2 separate regions of the Hordeum vulgare genome follow, and region 2 is linked to region 1. The links are chromatin contacts, called in public HiChIP or PLAC-seq maps. All regions are on one chromosome and are shown on one strand. Each heading gives the region's core, a stretch centred on a gene start, on an enhancer-like site or on the middle of the called end of the contact. The rest is flanking DNA. Distances are from core to core; before and after follow the strand shown.

Region 1 (6,437 bases), core at 1,636-4,135:
TATTATCAAGATTTGTTAAGGTTTGAGGCACCCCATTTCTCCAAGTGTTCATAAAGGTTAACAACTTTATCATTTCATCTCTTATTTCGTCGAGTCGTCACACGAGTCGGAAACTGAAGAACATGGGTGTGCCGAGCAGCGGAGAAGCCAGGTCATGCGGACGAGCGGGTGTGCTCACGATTGACCGCATCGCCAAGAAAGCTCCACGGGCGCTACGTTCAGTTAGCTACAAAAGTGTGTATACGTAGAGATTGTTAGGATAAGCGGTGAGTCTGTTAGTGCATGCGTGTAGGCTAGTTAGCTGGTTAGTGGCCGCGTCATGTGGTAGTGGCCGGTGTGGTGCATGCGTGCGTGAGTTAGTGGTGAGTGTGGCCACTGGCTTGTGTGCGTCGGTATGCTATATAAAGTGTATTCGGCTGTGAAGCGGTGAGGGAAGCAGCAAAATGTAGTCTCTTGTTTTCATCAAGGAGGAGAGCCTCTCGTGCAAAGCAGCGCTGATTTTTTTCCATGGTATATGTGTATGTGTATGTCTGTGTGTTCTTGAGAGAAGATAGACAGAACTAATAGAGAGTTGTGTGAGGCAGCTCAAGGAAGAAGAAGAGCGACCCTGCAAGGAGGTGGCGCCAACACTTACACCATCTAGAACCGGAACATCCAAATCATCATCTTACGTCCACGACGCCGAGGCCAACCCAGCCACTACCCAGACAGGAGAGTGAATTAAGAGAAAAGGCATCCAACTTTCATCATATATGACCGGCTGCCCGCAAATCCCCATATCTATACAAAATATGGGAAGGATATGAGGATGTCCGAGCAGCCCTCCACATAGGATGCGGCACATGCCGGACCATATTTTTTTTCTTTCTTTATTCTTTCTTATGTATATATATCTTTCTCTCTCTCTTCATTAATCATATGCACTTGACAGGACAATTTGAGAACAAAGTAGGGGACATGGTTGCATGCATACATGCATAAATGCAAGCTCAAAACGGACGCGCTCGGTCACTAACAGGGCGTGCCCGTGGGTGTTTGGAGATCGAACTTAGACAATTGTGGTTGTAGATGCCTTATCCCCAAAAATGATGTGCATTGCTATATCTCACTTTCTGTTACTCTGATTATTCTCTTACTTATGATCATGCATTACTTTTGTATTGTTTCCTTCCTTATTTGTATGAGGTGGTGGAGGCTAGAGAGGAAGACACACCAACCATCATGATGACAACAAGTATAGATTTCACTTTAATTGCAACAAATGAACATATAAAAAATCTGAAGAAACATTCAATTATTCGAGAAAAAATTGAACTTGGAGAAAATCTAGCATTGTTTGTGACAGTACAACACTATAGTGATAATACTCTATCAAACTATAGTGTATTAACATCCCATCAAACCTCGTATGGATATTGTAGGGACCAATATCTAACACTCTCCTCCTAGTGAAGATATATAAAAGTCAACTCAGTCGGACATAGAGTCTCTAATGTCACTGGCAATGTTCTTCGCATCTATGGCAATACCGAGCAATCCCATCCTTGCTAGCCCAACACAATATACCCCGTTTCCACCTTTCCAGTGATTAGGGAATTTCTTCTTTGGCAGGCCCTCGCTATTCAACATGTCCTCGCCATTCTGCACATGCAAACCTTGCTCATGTTAGAACATATAACACATCTTGCATCTAGAGAAATTGCACTAGGGAAATTCAAATATCTATTTTGTATTGCCTTGAGCCACATATTTGACGTGCTTTTGTATCCAGTTGCAAACACGATTGCATCAAAGGAGCCTTCATTCCCACCTTGAAATTCAATTGTTTTGCCTTTGATCTTAGTAATCCTTCCTTGAACCTAAAAGAAATCAAAAATAAGAACTTGGCACATGAAGCTAATTTTAATATATTATGAATGGCATCATACTGGACATGCGCACTTTAATCTTTCTTTCCTTAATTAACCCAACGGTGCCAACGTCAATTACTGCTGATCGGCCGATTTCTGACTTGAGGACAAACGGGCCCTTTTTGGGTCTCGTGATGCCATGCCTAGATAGGTCCCCAAATTTGAAATTTGACACCATCACAAGAAGATCATCTACCATCTTCATTGGAAGATAACGGACTAGTGTCATACCTAATCTAATTAATTCCTTTGTCATTACATGAATCTGCATCCACAAAAGGAGTCATGCATCTTTTCAACATGCGAGATAAAGTGCGGTATATAAAGTAAATATAAAAAGAAAGTCACATGTAGTACACATACCGGGCTTCGTACAACTATAGAAGTGTTGGCATCATGCGAAGCAAGGTCATAAGCGATCTCCATCCCAGAGTTGCCAGATCCAATGACCAAGACGTTCCTACCACAGTAGGTGATGCCAGACTTGTAACTTGATGAGTGGATGACCACACCGGGAAAGGTTTCTAGTCCAGGAACTGTTGGAATATGTTCTGCACTATTCTCACCACTTGCTACAACAAGAAACTTCGCCATGTAATTGACTATTCTGCATTTCACCTTGTCACGCGCTATGACGGACCAACACTTCCCATCAATGTCATATGTGGCTGACTCAACAACAGTAAGATACCTTGGTTGAATATCGAAACACTCAATGTAGTCATCTAAGTACTTGATGAAAGTATTTTTTGGTATGTATGTTGGGGCATCTACTGGGTACGACATGTGCGGCAACTCACAAAACTCCTTTGCAAGATGTATCTTGAGACGATCATATGTGCGGTTGCGCCATAGGGATGCACTGCAATTTTCACGCTCGAGGATAACAAATGGAATACAAAATTGGGTAAGACATGCCGCAGTCGCGAGGCCTGCAGGACCCGCTCCAACAATCAGAACTTCGACCTCCTCCATAGCCACAACAAATAGAGTATGTGGAGGTGTGGGATTGTACGTAAGTAGGCTGCTGGCTCTACAATGTCTAGAGATATAGTGTGCTTGCTTGATGGAATGTTAGGATGAGCAATCACAATGATACACACACATATATATACACTCGTAACTTTCACATATAATTTTATTTATAAACATGCTTAAATTATGAAATGCAAAATGATAAAGTCTGGTGCGTATTAACTTTGTATGTTCTACCCCCTACAAAAATTAGAACATTATAAATGTCATATTTGTTGTGAGAAGCTTATCTAGATACATAATGGCATGGAACCCAATCCCAGTCAGATGCATTCCTCACCAAAATTCCTAGTAAGATTCAAATATATTTAGGCTATAATATATTGAAAGTTTTAATTACCATGAGTACAAATTCGAATGAAATATGGATAGTCTTGGATTTTTTTGTAATATTACTTTCCTTTTGTATGTGAGCTTTGCCAAACTTTTAAACTGCCATGAGTACAAATTTCAATAAATATTAGGATGTGTCCAAACTAGCAAGAATTTAAACATTCTTCTTTCGTTTTTCATGTAATCATTAATGCAAATCTCAGCATGATAAGGATATGATTCGGTTTTTGAACAGGCAGTTAACGGTACAAATCTTATTTGACTATACCCTCTAACTTTATAGGTGGTAAAGACCTACCTCCTTAGTCTCTCAAGTGGAATACCCACAGGCGACCTTAGCTATAGGTTTAGGTCAGTCGGTTGTGCTTAATATCATTCTAGGCCACATCTCTCGTATGAGCAAAAAAGAAGAAAAAAAAGTGATTTCCTTTGCAAAAAGAAAACTCATCACCTATTGTGAATAAACATATTAACACCTGGAAAATCATGGTAATAAACTACACTAAAATGTGTGAAATCTTAATCTTAGAGATGCGCTACTTACCCCGGTTGCACAATCGAGACACAAGAACTACACATTTATTATATTTTCTAATATGCTTTGCAAAATGTGCTATTAGTCCTTTCAAAAAATAAGAAACTGGATTTTATGCCTCCAGAACTTATCTATTTTTTTGGTAATGTTCATGCTATATTCGTATGATTTATACATGGTTCAAGAACGTTTTAAAAAAAAATTATTGGGATAATATATTAATCCTATGACAGAAGTCACATGTTGTTTTTGTGCCGGAAGACATGACTAAGGGATCCACCGGGTTCCAGATGGGCCAGGGGTGTAGCTAAAGGCCCACACACACCCTACACGTGCTAAGCTTGTGGCACAATAGAGGTGCTTATGGGGCCGACAGAGGTCCCCTGGTTTATTTTGGCCGCTTCCTAAAATATGACAAAACAAATCAAATCAGGCATCGTTAATAAAGACAAAAGGAATTGAATAAAACCCTCAAATAAGTATGTGTAATATTAAACATTCGGATGTGTGACTTATCACAATTGCACATTCCTAATAAAAGAGTTGCACATATATCATTTATGCAATTGTAGTTTCTGCAACGTTCAGCTGGTCCAAAAAGTTGTCACATAAATGTAACAAGAATATTTATATTACTGTAAAGTAAATTTTGAGGCTTATTATAATATGAAAAGGAAACGTAATACAACAAAATAATAATGAAAAAACTTCGAATAAGTGCATGCAATCTTAATCTAGCACCAGAGTTGTGCATATATTATTTGTGTGACCATGGTATTTAGAATGTGTTACCGGTGAAAACAATAGGCTGCCAAATAAAATGAGATTGGAAGTTTCTAGTGCTATAAATTTTATTTATCGGTTACTTATAACTAAAAAGTTATTGCTAAACGTAGACTAATAAAATACGTGAATGATCGATTGAAATAACAGAACATTCATACTTAAAAGTAGCCGTAACACACTCATATAAATTTACTTAAACATTTTAAAAACAAAATTGAGGATGAACATTTTTTTAACTGGACATAGAAAGAGCTAAAATAAACAAATACACAAGGAAATCATTGGATTGGAAAAAACGTGTACGCTTAAACATATAAAAAAGGATAAATTTACTAACAAAATAAATAATAAAAACAATGATCTACACAGGATAGAATGAATGCCTTTAGTATAGTAAAGCTACAGAAAAAATAAATATAAATGAAGGGGAAAATATAGAATAAAAAGATTCAAAAGTATGTGAAAGGTTTTTAAAGTAACTGAGCATGGAGTTAAACTATTGTATTTGCTCTACATTCTTATCTAGTTGGATATGCACACAAATCTAAACTTAAAAAAAGATGGAAAATGCTATACGGTGTATATATAAATGCAATCCTAACACTCGAGAAAAGCAGTTTGTTGTTTGGTTGATACAAACATAACATATGCTTTCAGAAGGTCACGGATTTGGTTCGTGATAGGAAAAGCGAAAGGCAAAATCCGCACGAACCCCCCTCTTACATTAGACGGCTACATTGTTGATCAAAAGTTTACGATTTCTTGCATGACCGAGAATTACCAAATCTGATTTTTTTTATAGAATATATAATGTCTCCTTCTCCCTATATAGTGTGTAACATATTCAATCACTACAACATGACCCCTCTTATAGCAACACTCTTTTCCGTATCTAAAAGTTCATATATACGTTGATAGTGTCTTTACCAACGGTTTGGAAAGCGTAGCCTTATCTAATGTTGCTAGCGTATAATGTGACGCTTATACTGTCGCTCCTACTACGCATAAAACCTACTTCTACAACACCTTTATATATTGGTGCTTAATGTACAGGAGTCCAAATCCTAGACAATATAGAATTTGAAACCGATGCTTCATCAAATAAATTAATACTCCAAATAATGGTGTTAATTATTTACAACAAGTGATGGAGAAAATAAGAGAATACTCATCAATTAAATTAATGCTCCACGTAATGAAGATAATTATGTACATCAAGTGATGAAAAAAAGAGAATATACTAACAAGAAGAAGAAATCATATATGAACGGAATATATGCACAATATAAAGAAATCATATATTGGATAAAACTATTGGATTACAATATTGGATATTACAGGAGGAACATCATCCAAATGTGATGTACATCTAAATATTTTATTGACAACAACTTAGAATGAAAGCATCCATGAACATCCCTATTAGTTAACTACAACTTAACCGAGAAACAACATCCAATAGGAATAACATCCCTACAACTTAACTAAAATCGAAGCATCCGTCGTCGTCATCATGAAGCCGGAACATGATCATTATTGCAATATACTTGCCATGCACGTATATAATGATCCATGTATCTTTTGGATCTACAAAGAAAATAACAAAATGAATTCTTAACACACAATGAATTGTAATGAAGCAAGCAGTGATTATGGCAGGATATTAGTCACATACAAAGTTTGAGGGCCATGCAATCTTGGTCTTTCTGCATATTCGGGAGCATTGCAGTTTTTTGGACTCCTAGCAAACCTTCAGTTTTCACACGTGCCACACATGATACTAGCCAAAATAGGAAAGAAAATGGGCATGATTATTGACCACTATTCAGAAGCAATGC
Region 2 (5,945 bases), core at 2,087-4,586, 230 kb before region 1:
AGGCTAAAAGAGCCTACCAAAACATATTATATTTTGGGATGGAGGTATTGCAAAAATGCATAATTTGAAGTACTCCCTCCGTCCCACAATAACTGTCTTAAGCTTAGTACAAATTTGTACTAGAGCTAGTATAAAGTTGAGACACTTATTTTGGGACGGAGGGAGTAAAACAATAACAAATTATATGTGTATATCGTAGGCATAAAAACGGCTCAGTTCACAAAATAAGCCTTACCTTACGGGCGACACAGCTTGTGGAGGGGCGGCATGAGATGGGGGCATCAGGGGCACAATTCAACGGCTCAGTTCACAAAATAAGCCTTACCTTACGGGCGACACAGCTTGTGGAGGGGCGGCATGAGATGGGGGCATCAGGGGCACAATTCAAGGATAAGGGAGCAAATAGACCAGTTCACGGCCTTGACCAATGTGCTGTTTAGAATCTCTTCAGAAACATTATTTTCTGACGATTAGAGACCAGTTTGTATCTCTAAATTTGCAGCCATGCCATTACTGTCTACTGAATGAATGAAGTCCTGGAGTTTTCATAAAAAATGAAAAAAATTAAGCTGTGCCCAGACGTTGATATGTATTGGTGTATGTGACAGACATTACTTTTTAGACACACCTGCTGACGAAATTACAAGAAGGTGATTCTACATGTTTAAAATGAAATTGGTTCTCTCTGAATGCAGAAGGATAATGTATCCCACCTATTACATAAGTAGAAAATTCTTGATTTGAGTATGACAAGGAATCGAAAATCTACTAGGTTCTTAAACTACAACACTAGAAATATTTGATAATTTTTTAAGTGTATGAGCAGGAGGAATGAGTATCAAAAATTCAAGATGCAGTTGCTCTGCTGCAGGATTTGACGAACATAAAATATTCAAAGCACTAGCACTGAACATATTGATTTTCCAACTTTTTCAAAGTTCTCGCTGTTTGGACCTCCAATACGAAGAAATGCAATAATATGTGTGCCAAATACTTCTTCAAATCAAAAATGGAGATTAATTTTGCAAGTAAGTTGGTATAATAGAGAATGAAGTATTGTCTCAGTCCCGAATTACTTGTCTTAGATTTGTTTAAATACAGATTTTTAGTATCTAGATACATCCGTATCTAGATAAATCTAAGACAAGTAATTCAGGACGAAGGTAGTGTATCAACCAACATACGTCCCATTAGGCCTTTTCTTTGAGCATCACAGGCCAAGTATTGCATACAGGATACTCATGCAGTAGATTTAATATCCCAAATCACTAGGGAGCAAATAGGGATTTTAAAAACAAACGCCCCATCATTTCTCGTAAACTATGTGAACTTTTACTCCTTCACCTTGTTACTGAAAGCATAAGCTATGATTCTCACACACAAAAAAAGACTTAAGTTACTTTCTAAATTTTTTGGAAGAACAATATTCTTCCCCCCCCCCCCCCCCCTCCCCAAACAAAACAATATTTCAAAGCCATACATTAATTTCTGAATCAAAATGAACAACTAGGTTGCGATCATTCGCAATTTAGAATGCCAAAGACATGCCACATCTCAATAACATGACAAGTAAAATAGTTGATCTCTAAAGCATTACACACAAGTCACAAAGTGCCATGTTTCCAGCTCTGCAGAGTGACAAGACATGCCAGAAAACTAAGGGGCACAATAATCTAGTCAACCTTGTCCACAATGTCCACAAACAAGGTCACTGGAGGTATCCGTCAAGAACAGAATATTGTCAAAAGGTTGGCACCATCAGCAGCTGTAAATTTAAGTTGAGCATTTGGAGAAGACCTGCTATCAACATGTAGCTGGCTGTGTTGATCAGCTACCCATTCCTCAGTATATTGGTCCTTGACACGAAATCTCATTAACTCGAGCACTTTACCATTCAGGAGAAAGAACTTGGCAAAGTTGACATCTGATCTGCTGCCAACATAAAACTTCAACTCTACTTCTCTGAGATGATCGAGGCATTCAATAGGATCTTGTGCTTGAAGATGATGCACATTCTCCATATCATTTCCTGGACATGACTGAAAGAAAATAATAAAGACAGTTACACAATAGAAAAACTGACCTCCACCTGACAAGTAAAACAAGGATTTATTCATCGGAAAACGTATGAAATGACCATGAAGCTATTTTTAACACTAAAAACTATCAAAGAAAGAAGAGTTACCATAATGTAGAGCTTCTCTAAGCAAGGAAATGTTTTGAGGAAGACTATAGCTGCATCAAGATTAGGGCCACTGGACGTGAGATACAAAACCTTGACGCTGCGCATCAGTGCTTTCAAGTTGCCAGCAACCATTCCCTAATAACAGAGAAGGCATAACACATACAAGAGGGTTAGAAAGAGCCCTCCTACTAATATGATGCCTAATACTGAATCTTAGATTAGATGGCCACAGCTACCTCAGAAATTGTAGACCCAAGCTTGAGTTTAGTAAAATCATCTGTTATGGAGCCAAGGATCTCAAGTTTTGGTGCCTCGATTAGCCAGATGGTTGTGTCTGGATGAGGGTTAGTTCTGATCAACCTTTCTAGCCTGGGGGCACTTTCTATGACTAGTTGATAGCCATGCCGACCTCCGTTTGTGCCGATTCTCTTGAGAGTTGCTGAATTGATGAGCAGGTAGAAGAAGCCGTGGCACCTGTTCAGCAGCAAGCTCTGGAGGACAGGGCAGCCAGCGAGCAGGCGGTAGAGGGTGCCCTCCCGTATGGAAATGGATCTCATGGTGAGCTTCTCAAGGCAAGGGAAGTTAAACGACGGCTGCGCGTAGTCCACAAAGAACCTGCAACTGCCGAATCTGGCCACGCGCAGGGTGGTCGCGAAGCGGAGAACGGACAGCGGCATCGGAGCATCGTACCGAGGGAGCCAGAGGTCGATCTCCTGGAGATCTCGGAGAGCGGGGGAGGTGAGCCAGGCGTCGGGGTCGGTGATTTGGAGGCAGGCGGTTAGGAAGCGGCGCGCGGGGCCCGGGTGCTCGGAGAGGATCTTGGACACGGCGGCGGCGCGGTCGCGGCCGCAGCCGTCGATGTGGGAGATGTCGAGGTTGAGCGGGGAGGAGCGCCACAGGGGGCGCCAGCGGCGGGAGAGGGATGTGGTGCGCACGGCGTCGTCGATGGGGAGGAGAGATATGATTATGCTGAGGATCTCACCGGGGAGAGAGCTAATCAGATCGATTTCCTGCAGATCCGGCGCCGTCTTGGCTATAGGAAGCGTCGCCGACGCCGACGCCGACGCCATGGTCTGGCTGGGTGGGGGAGCTCGAGAGACGGCCGAGGCCCGAGGAGTGAGTGACAAGCCTGTTCTGAACCTCTCCAAACGTCACGAAATCTGCAAATCTGGCTTCTCCAACAGAGGGACGCTACATAGACAGTTTTTATGAAAATTTATGGGAAGGATTAAGTGGGTTAAGATGATTGGAAGAAATAAGGACGAGGAGGCCCACACCTTCTTAAAATCAGGGGACGGTGGAGATCATCTAACGAAGGAGTCCGTAAACCCCCGTGTTACTCCGTATGTTTAGAATTTTCCTCTCCAACAGGCTTGTTGGGCGCCCCTTGGGCTGGCCCAGTTCGGCTCCTGCCTATCTACAGAGGCACTACAATGGGCTGGGCTGCAGGACGTGGTGTTACTTTGGGTTCAAAACATGTACAGTTTGTTTTTTCATAGGAGCTATTGCTGCGATTTTTACTGTACAAAGAGCTGGCAATTCCTATTTCACGCTAACGACGCTAGTTAATGTAGGGAACGTTGCATGCGAAACAAAAAAATCCTATGCACATGAAGACCTACCATGGTGATGTTCATCTACGAGAGGGAGATCGGATCCACATACCCTTGTAGATCGCTAAGCGGGAAGCGTTAAGAAACGCGGTTGATGTAATGGTACAGCTTTGTGATTCAAATCACCGTCGTCCCACGATCCGTCCCACGATCTAGCACCGAACGGACGGCACCTCCGCGTTCAGCACACGTACAGCTCGATGACGATCTCCGCCTTCTTGATCCAGCAAGAGAGACGGGGAAGTATATGAGTTCTCCAACAGCATGACGGCACGCCGGTGATGGTGATGGTCTATTCCTGCAAAAGGCTCCATCCGAGCTTCGCAGAAATCCGATCTAGAGGAAGAACTACGTGGTATAGGTTTGAGTTCCACGTGACAAAGTTGTGTCTCAAAAGCCCTAAAACCACCAATATATATAGGAGGAGGTGATACGTCTCCAACGTATCTATAATTTTTGATGGTTCCATGCTATTATCATGTCAACTTTGGATGTTTTACATGCATGATTATGCTATTTTTGGGACTAACCTATTAACTCAGTGTCAAGTGCCAGTTTCTGTTTTTTTCATGTTTTTGACCTTTTTCAGAGAAGAATATTAAACGGAGTCCAAACGGAATAAAACGTGCGGGATGTTTTTCCATAACAGAAGACACGCAGGGACTTAAGAACCAAGGCAGGAGACCTCGGGGGAGATCACAAGCCCCCTAGCCGCGGCCTGGGGGGCGCGCCTGGCAGGCTTGTGGGCCCCACATGGCTCCTTTGCCCTACCTCTTTTGCCTATAAATTCTTTAAAATCCCGAAACCAAAGAAGGGAGCCACGAAAATACTTTTCCGCCGCCGCAAGCTTCTGTCTCCGCAAGATCCCATCTGGGACCGTTCTGGTGCCCCGCCGGAGGGGGATTCGAACACGGAGGGCTTCTTCATCAACACCATTGCCTCTCCGATGATGCGTGAGTAGTTCACCACAAACCTTCGGGTCCATAGCTAGTAGCTAGATGGCTTCTTCTCTCTCTTGGATCTTCAATACAAAGTTCTCCATGATCTTCATGGAGATCTATCCGATGTAACTTTTTTTTGCGGTGTGTTTGTCGAGATCCGATGAATTGTGGATTTATGATAAGATTATCTATGAATATTATTTGAGTCTCCTCTGATCTCTTATATGCATGATTTCGTATCCTTGTAATTCTCTCTGAGTTGTGGGTTTCGTTTGGCCAACTTGATCTATAATTCTTGCAATGGGAGAAGTGCTTGGTTTTGGGTTCATACCGTGTGGTGTCCTCACCTAGTGACAGAAGGGGTAGCGAGGCACGCATCGTGTTGTTGCCATCAAGGGTAAAAAGATGGGGTTTATATCATATTGCATGAATCTATCCCTCTACATCATGTCATCTTGCTTAAGGCGTTACTCTGTTTGTTATGAACTAAATACACTAGATGCATGCTGGATAGCGGTCGATGTGTGGAGTAATAGTAGTAGATGCAAAAAGTATCGGTCTACTTGTCTCGGACATGATGCCTATTTGTATGATCATTGCCTTAGATATCGTCATGACTTTGCGCGATTCTATCAATTGCTCGACAGTAATTCGTTCACCCACCGTAGTACTTGCTATTATGAGAGAGGCACTACTGGAAATCAGTATTTTGCCATCTGCCTAGTCTTTGCCGTCTGCTAGCTGATGGCAAAGATAGTCTTTGCCGTCAGCTTCAGCAAAACGGACGGCACAGTACTGGCTGATGGCATACAGTCTTTTTGCCATCTGTCACCTCTTTGCCGTCTGCTAGCGGACGGGAAATAGTCCAGAGGCAGACGGCAAAGATGTAGATAGGCCCACCTGACCGCGGGGTGGCTAGGTCAAACAGGAGTCGGACCTTTGCCGTCTGCTAGCGGACGGCAAAGAGTCCGGAGGCAGATGGCAAAGAGTCTAGACTCTTTGCCGTCCGCTGGCAGACGGCAAAGCGCTAACTCCATTAACGGCTCCTTCCCCCCCACCCCGCCCCTCTCTCTCTGTGTAATGGCTCATCCCCGCGCGCCCCTCGCTCTCTCTCCCCACCCCGCGCGCTCCTCTCTCTGTAACGGCCGCCAGGACCACCGTCGCGCCGCCGCCCCCGTCGCGTCGCCGCCCCTGCCGCTGCCCCAC

Evidence for each region. HiChIP or PLAC-seq counts read pairs in DNA pulled down with a chosen protein or histone mark.
Region 2: a contact with region 1 is called in an H3K4me3 HiChIP or PLAC-seq map of embryo, with 7 times the contacts expected there. The contact joins the promoter of LOC123416815 here to the promoter of LOC123401346 in region 1. A contact is called at or near these places in 1 of 6 Hi-C or Micro-C datasets (seedling) and 1 of 1 datasets of contacts at active chromatin or transcription factors (embryo).

The regions. Positions count from the first base shown.
Region 1 is chr1H:482,342,669-482,349,105 of MorexV3_pseudomolecules_assembly, reverse strand. LOC123401346 (probable indole-3-pyruvate monooxygenase YUCCA11) reads right to left here and starts at 2,885. Exons shown (of 6, transcript XM_045095133.1): 1 at 2,705-2,885; 2 at 2,274-2,383; 3 at 1,942-2,175; 4 at 1,737-1,859; 5 at 1,481-1,641. The coding sequence starts at 2,885.
Region 2 is chr1H:482,576,036-482,581,980 of MorexV3_pseudomolecules_assembly, reverse strand. LOC123416815 (F-box protein At5g03100-like) reads right to left here and starts at 3,336. Exons shown (of 3, transcript XM_045106817.1): 1 at 2,422-3,336; 2 at 2,186-2,320; 3 at 1,467-2,039. The coding sequence starts at 3,255. The coding sequence ends at 1,725.